2 separate regions of the Bombyx mori genome follow, and region 2 is linked to region 1. Evidence: chromatin contacts called from public Hi-C data. All regions are on one chromosome and are shown on one strand. Each heading gives the region's core, a stretch centred on a gene start, on an enhancer-like site or on the middle of the called end of the contact. The rest is flanking DNA. Distances are from core to core; before and after follow the strand shown. Region 1 holds the start of LOC101739321 (serine/threonine-protein kinase 26). Region 2 overlaps LOC101739321 (serine/threonine-protein kinase 26).

Region 1 (5,551 bases), core at 1,440-3,939:
TTATACTGACGAAGTTGTTCCGTTGATGAAGTTGTTTCTGAAACATTTCAAAATAATTTGATCACCTGGATAATGAAATTAAATTTAATGAGCATTAAATAAGTCTTTGCCCGCTTTATCAAGTATACGAAGATAAGTTAAAGAAACAATGCATCACGCACCTGGGCCATGATCAGATTTAGAAAACGAGATAGCGCTAGAAGGCCTTAAATCTTTTTTAGCCGTACTCTCTTTGTGGAGCTTGGAGTCTGATACACTTTCCTCTAATTCCATCATTACAGCCATGGATCTCGTTCTACCTTCACGTTTCTGAAACTAATTAATTTGTCAGTCATTTTGCGATCGTATTAGAGACGTTGACTGAATTCAACAGCAGGTAACGGACTGGCTCGTTAAGTTTGTTACGAGGAGTGCAATAACCTACTTTAATGTAACCTACATTGGGAGTCCTTGGCTATTTGCGAGGTATCCGCGCGCATTCCCGCCTGGCACCTGCACGGTTGACGTCATGGCAAAAGCGTCTGATTCAGCTTTCGATTTTTGATTTTAGATATTTTAGTACATTGCTATCTCTATCTAACTTATATTAAACTTGAAAGAGAGCGACAATGTGAATAAAAACTGATGCTCTAGAATACGGATTAGATATAATTTCTTCAAAGCATGTAGATTGCTGTTGCGCGGAAATTAATAAGCCTGAATTATGCCTACCTTTTGTGACCGGGTCAGCGTTCAATAAGCAATGACGTGGGCAACATGAAACTTATTACTCATTTATTTTAGGTAATGTTTTACATAGAATTTTAGTAATCAAAATTTAGGCCATCGTTAATTTTGTAATTACGTAAGCTTTGTAAACGCTATATGACAGTAGTGATTATGAAATGACGTAAGTTTTAAATCATCTGTTGTTATGAATTCAGTTGTTGTAATTAAAGAGGATCGCAATAAATTTAATAACCATAGAGAAATAATAACATAGAATAGTCGTAACATACTTTGATTGGGGGCTCATCACATCTTGTTTTGATCACAAGGTCATCGAGAAATAGTTAGATCACGTTAAAAAGTTTCTCTCTTTATTTAAAAATGCTATATCGAATGTTGTAGTTGAAAAGACGTAAATCCCTCTTTTTTTATTAATAGTTTAGTAGAAGTGAAATACATATTATGTATGTGTGTTAGGCTGTGGCATCTGATTGGTATTCCGATTACCACTAAACAGCAAATTTATCGACAAGGTAATTGTAATGCACCTGTCAATAAATGAGAATAATTAATTAATTAATTTAAAAATATAAATATCAACATCATGTTAGTAATACCCAGGAGACCTAATGGCCTAGACCCAAGATGTGAAGTGGTGCTCTAAATAATAAGACGTCCAGTGTACTCGTATAGGTAGGTATATACTTTGGTCCTTCCTGGCTGAGCTTTTGCTCGTCAACCTGTCCTGGTGAAACTGGAAAGGCCTCCGGGCCACCAGTAATCCTTAAATCACAAAAAAAAATAAACTTTGGTCAGACCAGATCCGCAACGCTCTTGATTCCACATTTCACAACAGCCTCCACACCGCCTGAGACAGAAACAGATGAAGAAAAATTGTGCAAGAGAAAGTGATATAGGAGAGTGGTCACGACCCTCGGCATTGAGAAATACGACGTAAGGAGTTACGCGTATCGAGATAAGCTCCTATACCGGTATTAACATACCGCAGGTAGGTAACAATGTTCACGGGACATGAATTGGCGTTTAGGCGGGCTTTGTATAACTTGCCGACCGCCGGTTTTCGTGGAGCTGGCGTCTCGTGGAGAGTACATAGTGTGGCGAGAAGTTCATAGCTATTAAATTTAATACATAAATCTTAATAAGACACAAGACCGCGCGGGAGGCAATGTGGTGGACCGACCAAAACAAAAATACAGTGGACGGTACAGCAGGATGAAATCGAGCAGGGAGAGATGCCGGCACATCGTGAGACGTGTTAAGTCTGGTCCCTTCAACACTACATGACCATCACGTCCACTCTGTCAAGATCATAAAAAGTAGGTTTATAAATTTACTCATCATATTACTTGGTGGTAGAGCGTCTTGTGAACCCGCACGGATAGGAGGCACCCCCCTGCTTCTGCCGTAAAGCAGTAATAGTCTGCGATTTGAAGGGCGGGACAGTCATTGTATTATAAACATTGTGACTTAGAACTCATTTATCAATGTAGGTGGCGGCATTTAGATTCTTAATATCTGGGCTTCGGAACCACTTACCTAACACCAGATGGGCCGTAAGTTCGTCTAAACAACTAAACAGTAATAATAAAAAGCCGATGGTCCGATTTCCGGTATTCGTACGTCCATACAAGTTATCGCAGCCAATATAGTGCAAAAAGTTAAATCCATAGAAAATATCTACATGCAATGTATACTAACTACCTAGATCAAATCTAACCTATTAAAGTGTCACGAAAATAAATGCATATTGCCATTGTCATTTATTTATCTTTTAAGATATAAAATAAAACTGGTTTTAATTTAACAGAACATCTATTCCATAGCGCTTAATGCGTTTTCCGTTAGATGTCAGCACGTGTACAATCTACATCAAAGATAAACCTCAGTGTAATTCTTATTTTTCAAATCTAACCACTATATTAATATCAGTGTAAGGTATACTGTTTTTAAGGGGGCTCACTGAGTCGTAAAGTAGTTTATAAGCCGTATTTTTTAAATTCTAACTTGATCGATTTTGAAATAGAGCTCATCGTACTTCATACTACTGCACATGCTTAGATTGTCCGCCATGATAGATGAAATGCGACAAAAGTGATTTCCTTATGTTGGCACTTCTGGTTACGACATGACATGAAAGCAAGATGGCGAGTTCATCTCTGTTTGATGGTCCTCTGTGATAATTCACACGTTTGATGTCATTTTTCGAACTTATCTCGTAATGATTTAACAAGTCGAAGTAATGTGAAAAAAATCTATGAGTAGTGTCAAAGTCGAAAATAATTATAAAGTGTCTGTAACTAGTTAGACGTGCTGTTAACCCACCTGAGGAATGTTGGTTTTTTTCAGTGAGTTGTGATTCGGTCAGGTGTTTTAGTTTTGGTCAAAGTTAAAATTTTGTTCATGCGCAGTGAGTGTCTTCTATCCTCAGTTCAGATGTATTTGTGTCGAGGGAATGCTAGATGTCGGGACTGTTTCCAATGTTGGAAAACAAAAGCATGAACTATTTGTTTTGATACACATCGTGAATAAATAAATTGAGAAGGTCGGACGGAGTAAGAGCCCGGCCAGAGTTATGGCCTTCAGTGAGGTGAGTGGAGTCTGGGACAATATTATATTACAAGTTTCAAAAAGAAATTAATGCTTGATTTCTTAAATTTTCTATTGGACGAAAAAAAAACAGTTATGTCTTTTTCGCCACGAAAACCAGTTTTAATAGCAATTATACAATAAGCACCAAATTGAATTCTAAAATATTGCCTTTAATATTGCCTTCAACTTTTAAAAATCCAAGAGAATAAGTACCATAGTTAAAGTATTTCTCAGAAGTAAAAAAAACATTACAAAAGTAAAAAAAACCCTAAATCAATAATGGTATTCAATATCGTTTTCTTATCAACATATAAATGAATTTATTAGTTTTATTGCATTTAATAATTTTATCTGATATGGAATTACTTTTTGACTGATCCTCAAACTTACTTATATATATTTTTAAGCTAATTCGTTAATTACATCTTTATAATGAAGATAAAAAAAAGTAATACTTTTGTAGGTAGAACTTCTATATAAGATGTGAATTAAAATGATTTCAGTATTTATGTGAAACGTTTTCATAATCAGTTCAAGACATGTAAAACATGATGCGGGCATATCTTGGCCTTATCAACATCCAGGTGATGTCATGTCACAAGAATTATAATAGGTATATGAAACATTATATTTACACATTTCATTGTGAATTTTTGCAAGTGCAATGTTCTTGTCTTATAATATATTCTACTTGACAATGCTGCCAACAACAAAATGTGTTAATAGGTATATAAGTGAACTTGATATTTGTTAATAGGCTGGTTTTGATGCATATTTTACTTGCACTATAAAGTACAGTAAAGTGAGTCTATTTCATAATATATAACCTTAATTTCACACAAACTGACATCAGTAACGGAATAATGCTGTTGAATAACATCAGATAAGTCTAAACTGTGAAACTTTTAAGTTAAATTAAGTTGTATGGAAATGTGTACAAAAAAAACAATTTTATAGGATTCCACAAGATTCCTCATTAGTCAAATAAAGTATTTCTTGGATGTATGTTAGGTAATGCAGCTAATATTATAAGTACGCATCTTCCTTTTAAGAGTTAAAAAATATTTTGAAAGATTGAAAGAGATTGATTTTTATATTGTATTAAAAGAATTAGAATTTAATATTCTTGTTATGCTAGAACTAAATTTAAACTAGTACAGTATATTTATAATACAAATATTTTGTACATATTACAAAGATAGAATGCACTATACATTCTGGAAATTGTATATTAACAACATCAGTAAATATCGAGTTTACTAACTTACAGTCAAGTGTTACTCAATTCTTTTTTATGTTTTAGTCACTAGTTATCACCATTATTTATAGACAATATCACCAACATCGCACGAGCAGATGAATTAACAGCTCTCTGAGCATTATTTAGTTTTCCGATAAACATAAATACCATAAAGTGAATTCTACCTTAAATCGTGAATACTGGTGTAAAAATATGAATTTAGCTTTACAGCAAAAATATTCAGGACAGGAGAAATTGTTTTTTATATCCCAACCTGGCTTACAAGACATTATACTATCAACTTATTTACGATTAATTCATGTACATGGATAAATGTTGTATTATACTGTAGACACTGTTTGTCAGCACATATTAGACAAATATATAGTTATAAAATTATTAATCTATAAATTATTTATATACATTATTCTTAACATAATAAAATGTATATTATGTCTAATGTGTATACCTAATCATAAAATAGACTAACACAAATATGTTTCAAGAAGTTTTTGCATATATGGTGTGCTCAATTTTACACAGTAAGTTCATTATACTCTTTGCTGTAGGCTATGCACCACTATGACGCATTCCAATGCCAAACATTGTTCAGTAGATTGCTCCATTTGTCACGCGTTTCTGTTACCGCTCGTGCGCTCAATATCTTTTATAAAAAAAGAAAACAACAAATTATATAATAGGTTAATTCTATAATTATGTAGTATTTAAATGTCAGTATTGAATAACATAATGCAGCGTCATAACGACATGCATACGACGCAATAGCCGTTACACATTCACATGGGCGGGTTTGTTATAATGCCAGAGTTGCAGGTTTAGTTCTAGGTGAAAACATCCTCAGTAGTGGTGTAGGCGTTTCATAATTGTGGCGTTTGACTGCAGATTCCCACGGCTCGATTGTTATTCCGTGCTCGATTTCGACGTAAGGCGGCTAGTCGTGGCGATGCCGACTACACGAAACTCCCAACTGTT
Region 2 (5,551 bases), core at 1,457-3,956, 86 kb after region 1:
CATCGGTGTCAAGCGGTAATTACTAACAAAGGTTTTACTACTGGTTACTGATTTTACACGTAATAAAATGGAGCTATTAAAGATATTATAACACTGAAGATTATAAGTTTTGTGTAACTGTATTTTCCATTATACTTTACTGTCCTTAATTAAATGTCCACTTCAGAATTGTACCTTAATATTTAATACATGTTTAATCTTTGATATTAAATATTTTTCTATTTATTAAATCTTTTATTTACAGCCATTTATAGCATAATAATCGGACCACATTATGCAAATAATAGGTGCTGAGAAATCAATAGGGTTTTATATTTAAATGTACATAACCGGTTATAGCCCTTCACTATCTTGAATGTCCCTAATTAGTTGACCACGACTGTATGCATGGTATTCATTTATGACGAATGTCATCTGTGCTCTACATTTTACTAATTGTTTTAATTAATGACGTCTTGCAGATAAAGTTGATAAATAAATAGATACTAACTAAACAAAATAAAAGAAAATCGATTAACAAACACAGGATTATGGTACTGAATTGTTTCTGTATTCATTCCTCTGTATTCATTTGTATACATTTGTATACAAAATAATGTGAAAATCATTACAAAGGTGTGTGTGTGTGTGTGTGTAGTAGAAGTAATGTACCAAAAACGTTTTTATATAGTGCTCATAATGTTAGATATTGAACCTTGTATCGATTCGTTAGTTCGAGCAGAACAAAGATTACATATACGCGAGGGTGAAGTCTCAATTTGTGTAGCGGCTTTGTCACCCTTCACAACACGTCAGCTCACGTCATTTCGGATCGATCTTTTTACGAAAATTGCGCGGCCGGAGGTGTATGATATTTCCCACATTTATAGAAACTATAGAGAAGGAGTGCAAAATGCTAATTTTTTTTTTAAATTATGGCCTAATAATACATTAAATCAACAAAAAACATCACACACACTTTCATGTACTTGACACACGCACATATAAATATATTCTTTTACTGTCAAACTTTTGTTATCGCTTAAAGTCTGTGGTTAAATTGAGAATAGGTTAATATTGTTTGTCTATAGTACAGTCTTGACAAAATCTGTGATTATAGAATAGTCTTTGACAATAGAACCATAATAATGTTTAACCCTAAAATTTCAATAAATTTATAGTCAAATTTCGACTACTGCGGGACCACTAGTTTCGTTAAATGAAAATAATATGTGTATAAACAAGAACACTGGTGAACTAAATGTATGTCGTTGTTTCGGTGCAGGTGTCCCGCGGGAAGGGGGCGGGCGCGGCCAGCGCGGTGGACGAGCTGCGGCGCGCCTTCGAGCTCGCGGAGAGGCACGCGCCGCACCTCACGCGCGCCTTCGTGCAGCAGGTACTGAATAAATTAACCCTCAGACGCAGCCCACTGAGTTTCTCGCCGGATCTTCTCAGTGGATCACGTTTCCGATCCGGCGGTAGATTCTGCGAAGCGCGGCTCTTGCTAGGGTTCGTGTTAGCAACGTCATCAGGTTTGAGCCCCGTGAGCTCACCTACTAGTTAAGGCGACGCTGATATAGCCTCTCAAGGCTATCAGCTTAGGTAGGAAAAAAAAAATAAGCAGGTACTGGCCGCGGGTACCCGGGGGTTGGGGGGGGACCGAGCGCACCCGCACCGACCGGGGGGGAGGGACGCGTGTCCTCGTCGCACATATCGTCTTTTCGCATTAAAAGTACAATTTCCAAAAATATTCGAAATTGAGTTAATATACGGAATCATTTGGTATCACCAGTATTTTTCTCATAAATACTGTCAAAAGAGCGTAGTTTAGTTTCAGTTTTTTTTTAATAGTTTACCTATATCTTGATTGCTATTACAAAATTAATACATAATTTTATCTTAATGTAGTATAAAAAACAGATAATGCAACTGGTAAGAAATAAAATAAAAAATAAATGTTGCAAAGATAATTAATAGTAAAAATATCACATGTTAAACCGTTATAACACTCTCCTGTAAAATTTGTAAGTTTTGAGATTATACAGTTTTGACGCGATGTCAGTGCCGACTCGTGCCGCCGACTTTTGCGATTGCACAATTTTGCAGGCAGCGGGGTGTGAGAGAGACCGCTCTTCTCATTACACTAACTTTTCGCTGTCGAAGTGGGGACCGGAATAGGGATTTCGCTATATCCTGGTTCCCTAAGTGTTGTAGGTTTCCTCCGATGTCAGTTTGGGGATTAGAGAAGTATATCTAAGGAAATGTTATGTTAATTGTGCTATACGCATCATACGAAACAGCAACCGGTTGACTCCATTCTCCGACCCTCGTAGTGTTGAACTCGCAGGCTGTCCCGAAAATATGAGTTGGTGGGGCCGTCTCGGCGGATAGATCAAGGGGCTCGGTAGTTGTGACGCTAACGACCGTGGGTTTGCTTTCTGAAAGCGCTCCAAGACATGCGCTCCGCTAAGAAACTTCTGAAAACATACACAATAAGTAAACATAGTTTCAAACAAAAAAAACAACGCTCTAATTATTTTTGTATATATCGTCATCAGTCCTTGATACGTGTGACCCTTCACAAATTAATTGGAAGTCTTGAAGTTCCCATAGCTCATTAAAGTAATCCAATTAAACGTCGCTTGTTGTCCGTCTGTGTAGATCGTGCAGCGGGTGGCGACGCACAGCCACGCGCCCAGCGCGCCCTCGCACAACTCCTCGCAGCACTGGATGAGGTACGTACCCGCCGACTGCAGCCGAGTATTGCCGAGTGTAGCCGAGTGTAGCCGAGTGTAGCCGAGTGTAGCCGAGTGTAGCCGAGTATAGCCGAGTATAGCCGAGTATAGCCGAGTGTAGCCGAGTGGTGCCGAGTGTAGCCGAGTGCCTCCAGGCTGTACGAAACGTATCGTTCGTAAAAACTTGTATTTAACTAAACAGAAATGAACCAGAGCTTATCCGGTATATTATTATTCGGACGACGGTAACAATACAAACTGAAATGTCGTTAAGGGATAATAAGGGATGTTAGAAGTTGAAATGCTTGAATGATTTTTTTTATTGTGAAATTATAGTTTCTATTTTATATTGAATATCGAATTAAAATCTGAAACATACTCTTATTTCTATTAATAATTAATATTAAAATAATTACAATTAATTATTTAATAGAAAATTAGTTTTGTAAGATTTAATTAATCAAATCGATCGACAAGCAATCCCGGCATCTAAAAAAACCTTTTCTTTTACAGTAAAGAATGTTTCGTTTTCAATTAATGCAAGGTTTTTTTTTAATATTAATCACAGCCCATCATATCACATGTCGCTAATGGTTGGACTATAATGATTATTCCATGATGGCTATCTCGCTCATAATTTTGCTTGCTAATGACGTCACACGTGAAGTTAAAACTAGTTTATTAAATACATTGCGCGCTCTTTGAAAGAAAATAGAAATTTTCTAGTGTAATGTTTAATTTAGATTGTTTATATGATACAAGTTAAAAATATTTTAAGTTTTAATAGGTAGGGATGCTCTAATCAAGATAATAATTAAATAATAAATGAAATATGCACAGTGCTCTCTGGCATGAAATTAAATCGACTACAACTCCAATTTTTATGAAAAAATTTTAATATTGCATTGCGTCAATATCATATAATATTAATACGTGAAGCAAAAACTTTGTATCCTTTTTTACGAAAATTGCGCGGACCGAGGAGTATGAAATTTTCCACACTTATAGAGAATACAGAGAAGAAGTGCACAATGCTAATATTTTTTTAAAATAATGCATAAAAGATACATTAAATCAATAAAGAAAACATTACACACACTACATACCATGTATTTGACACACACACGCATGCATACTATTTATTGTCAAACTTTTGTTCTTGACGTCTGTTGTCAACTTGAGAATAGAGTAAATATTGTTTGTCTTTGTTATGATTTTTATAGTGTAGTCTTGGCGAATTTTGTGATTATAGAAGTATAAAATACAATCGTAATAGTGTACAAATTTACAATTCCAATTATAATTAATTGGAATTGTAAATTTGTACACTATTCGACTATAATTAGTCGAATTTCGACTACTGCGGGACCTCTAGTGCTTTATTAATGGTTAGAGTTTTTACAAGCAAATAAAAATGGAATACAGAGATTACATAGATAATTAATAAAGATTGAATTATGTCAAGTTTATTATATTATATGCTATATATTATTGTTCTGTTTGTTTCAGGGATCTATAATGGCGCTTGTAGCGGTCGCACTTCACACGCGCCGGTCACACGTATATATGCCTTATTGTTCACGGAATAACGTTCACTATTCAAAAAAAAATTTTTAACGCTATTCGAGTTAACTCTTCAATATAAAGTAGCGTCGAAAGGAAAATATTAATATTTTTTGTAAGTAAATGTAAATTTTATTAAATTTTAATTTGATTTTTTTTTTTTTATTATATTTGTAACTATACAATAGTTTGAATACGTTCAGTCATATATTTCGATGTTGTATGATTTCACGATTTGTTTTTTTTTTTATTAATTTCGTTTAGGGGTTGAACGTGCGCAGCCGCAACCCAGTCACAAAGTTGCAATGCCATAGTTTAACTAAAAAAGAAAAAAAAAAAAACTAAAATATATATTTTTTCATTAACGATTACTTAATGCGGTTACTAAACTATAGATTCGTTTATTATTTATGTAAATATTGTATTGGTTGTTCATTGCCGAGTTGTAAGAGCACTTTAGTTGTTTGCATTGTAACAGTGCTCCCTTAGTGTTGAATGTCGAAATTAAATAGTTAGTTACTTAGCGTTCGCACCTAGAGGTACGTAGCTTGCGTTGTCGGTATCGTTCCGTGCATTTTGCATTACATTTCTCCGTCTGTTCGGTTGGATATAATTAGCGGAAAGGACACATTGCGTTCGTTCGAAATTTGAATTCGGAGTACTTATTGACTTTGGAGGGTTGGCCAGACTGAGACCCGTTTGCATGTCCATAATTATGGATAAAATAATAAAATACAATTTTAACGTACGGGTCAATGACCCGAAGCCAACTTCGCATTCGATTGCGGCTCTACGAATTATGTAATTGCTGAAACGATATTTTATATTTGATGCTTAGTTAGCTAATCGTGTAAATATTGTTTTCGGTAGCCTACTGTTACCGCTTGGGTTTCGTGAACGGTTATTTGTTCATGTTTTATTCATTTGTACCGTAATTTATTAGATTGACATCATAATTTTAATGGCACGGTTCAATGTACACAAAATTATTGTATTTTTTAATGTAACATTATTTCGTGGTATATCGATTCTTCGACGACATTTTCGTTACGAACTAAACTGTGTCGTGATTTATCTTAACGCGGCTGCCGTATGTTTTGTTTGTTCATAATGTTTTCTGACATTTGTACGTAGCCAATGTTTATGCCATAAGTATACCATTCTTTCATTCTAAATTTTAATGAATTTCTTCCAATGTGAGGTACGATAAAAAATTTTGATTTTTTGTGTGTGTTCTATAATATGATTGTGATGTGATATCGGGTCGTCAAAAT

What was found. A called contact is a pair of places that touch in the nucleus more often than the background predicts.
Region 2: a contact with region 1 is called in a Hi-C map of midgut, with 2.1 times the contacts expected there. The contact joins the enhancer-like site here to the promoter of LOC101739321 in region 1. A contact is called at or near these places in 2 of 7 Hi-C or Micro-C datasets (midgut and whole pupa).

The regions. Positions count from the first base shown.
Region 1 is chr4:4,824,963-4,830,513 of ASM3026992v2, reverse strand. LOC101739321 (serine/threonine-protein kinase 26) reads left to right here and starts at 2,689. Exons shown (of 12, transcript XM_038021825.2): 1 at 2,689-3,316. The coding sequence starts at 3,302. LOC101741442 (tubulin glycylase 3A) reads right to left here and starts at 897. Exons shown (of 10, transcript XM_038021827.2): 1 at 712-897; 2 at 162-315; 3 at 1-37. The coding sequence starts at 285.
Region 2 is chr4:4,738,651-4,744,201 of ASM3026992v2, reverse strand. It overlaps LOC101739321 (serine/threonine-protein kinase 26), which reads left to right. Exons shown (of 12, transcript XM_038021825.2): 10 at 1,265-1,375; 11 at 2,641-2,714; 12 at 4,224-5,551. The coding sequence ends at 4,233. Among protein-coding and RNA genes, the nearest start is that of LOC134198740, 69 kb to the left of the region's middle. Within about 2 kb of position 2,706, at least 4 of the 8 cell types and tissues checked have open chromatin away from gene starts, as enhancers often do.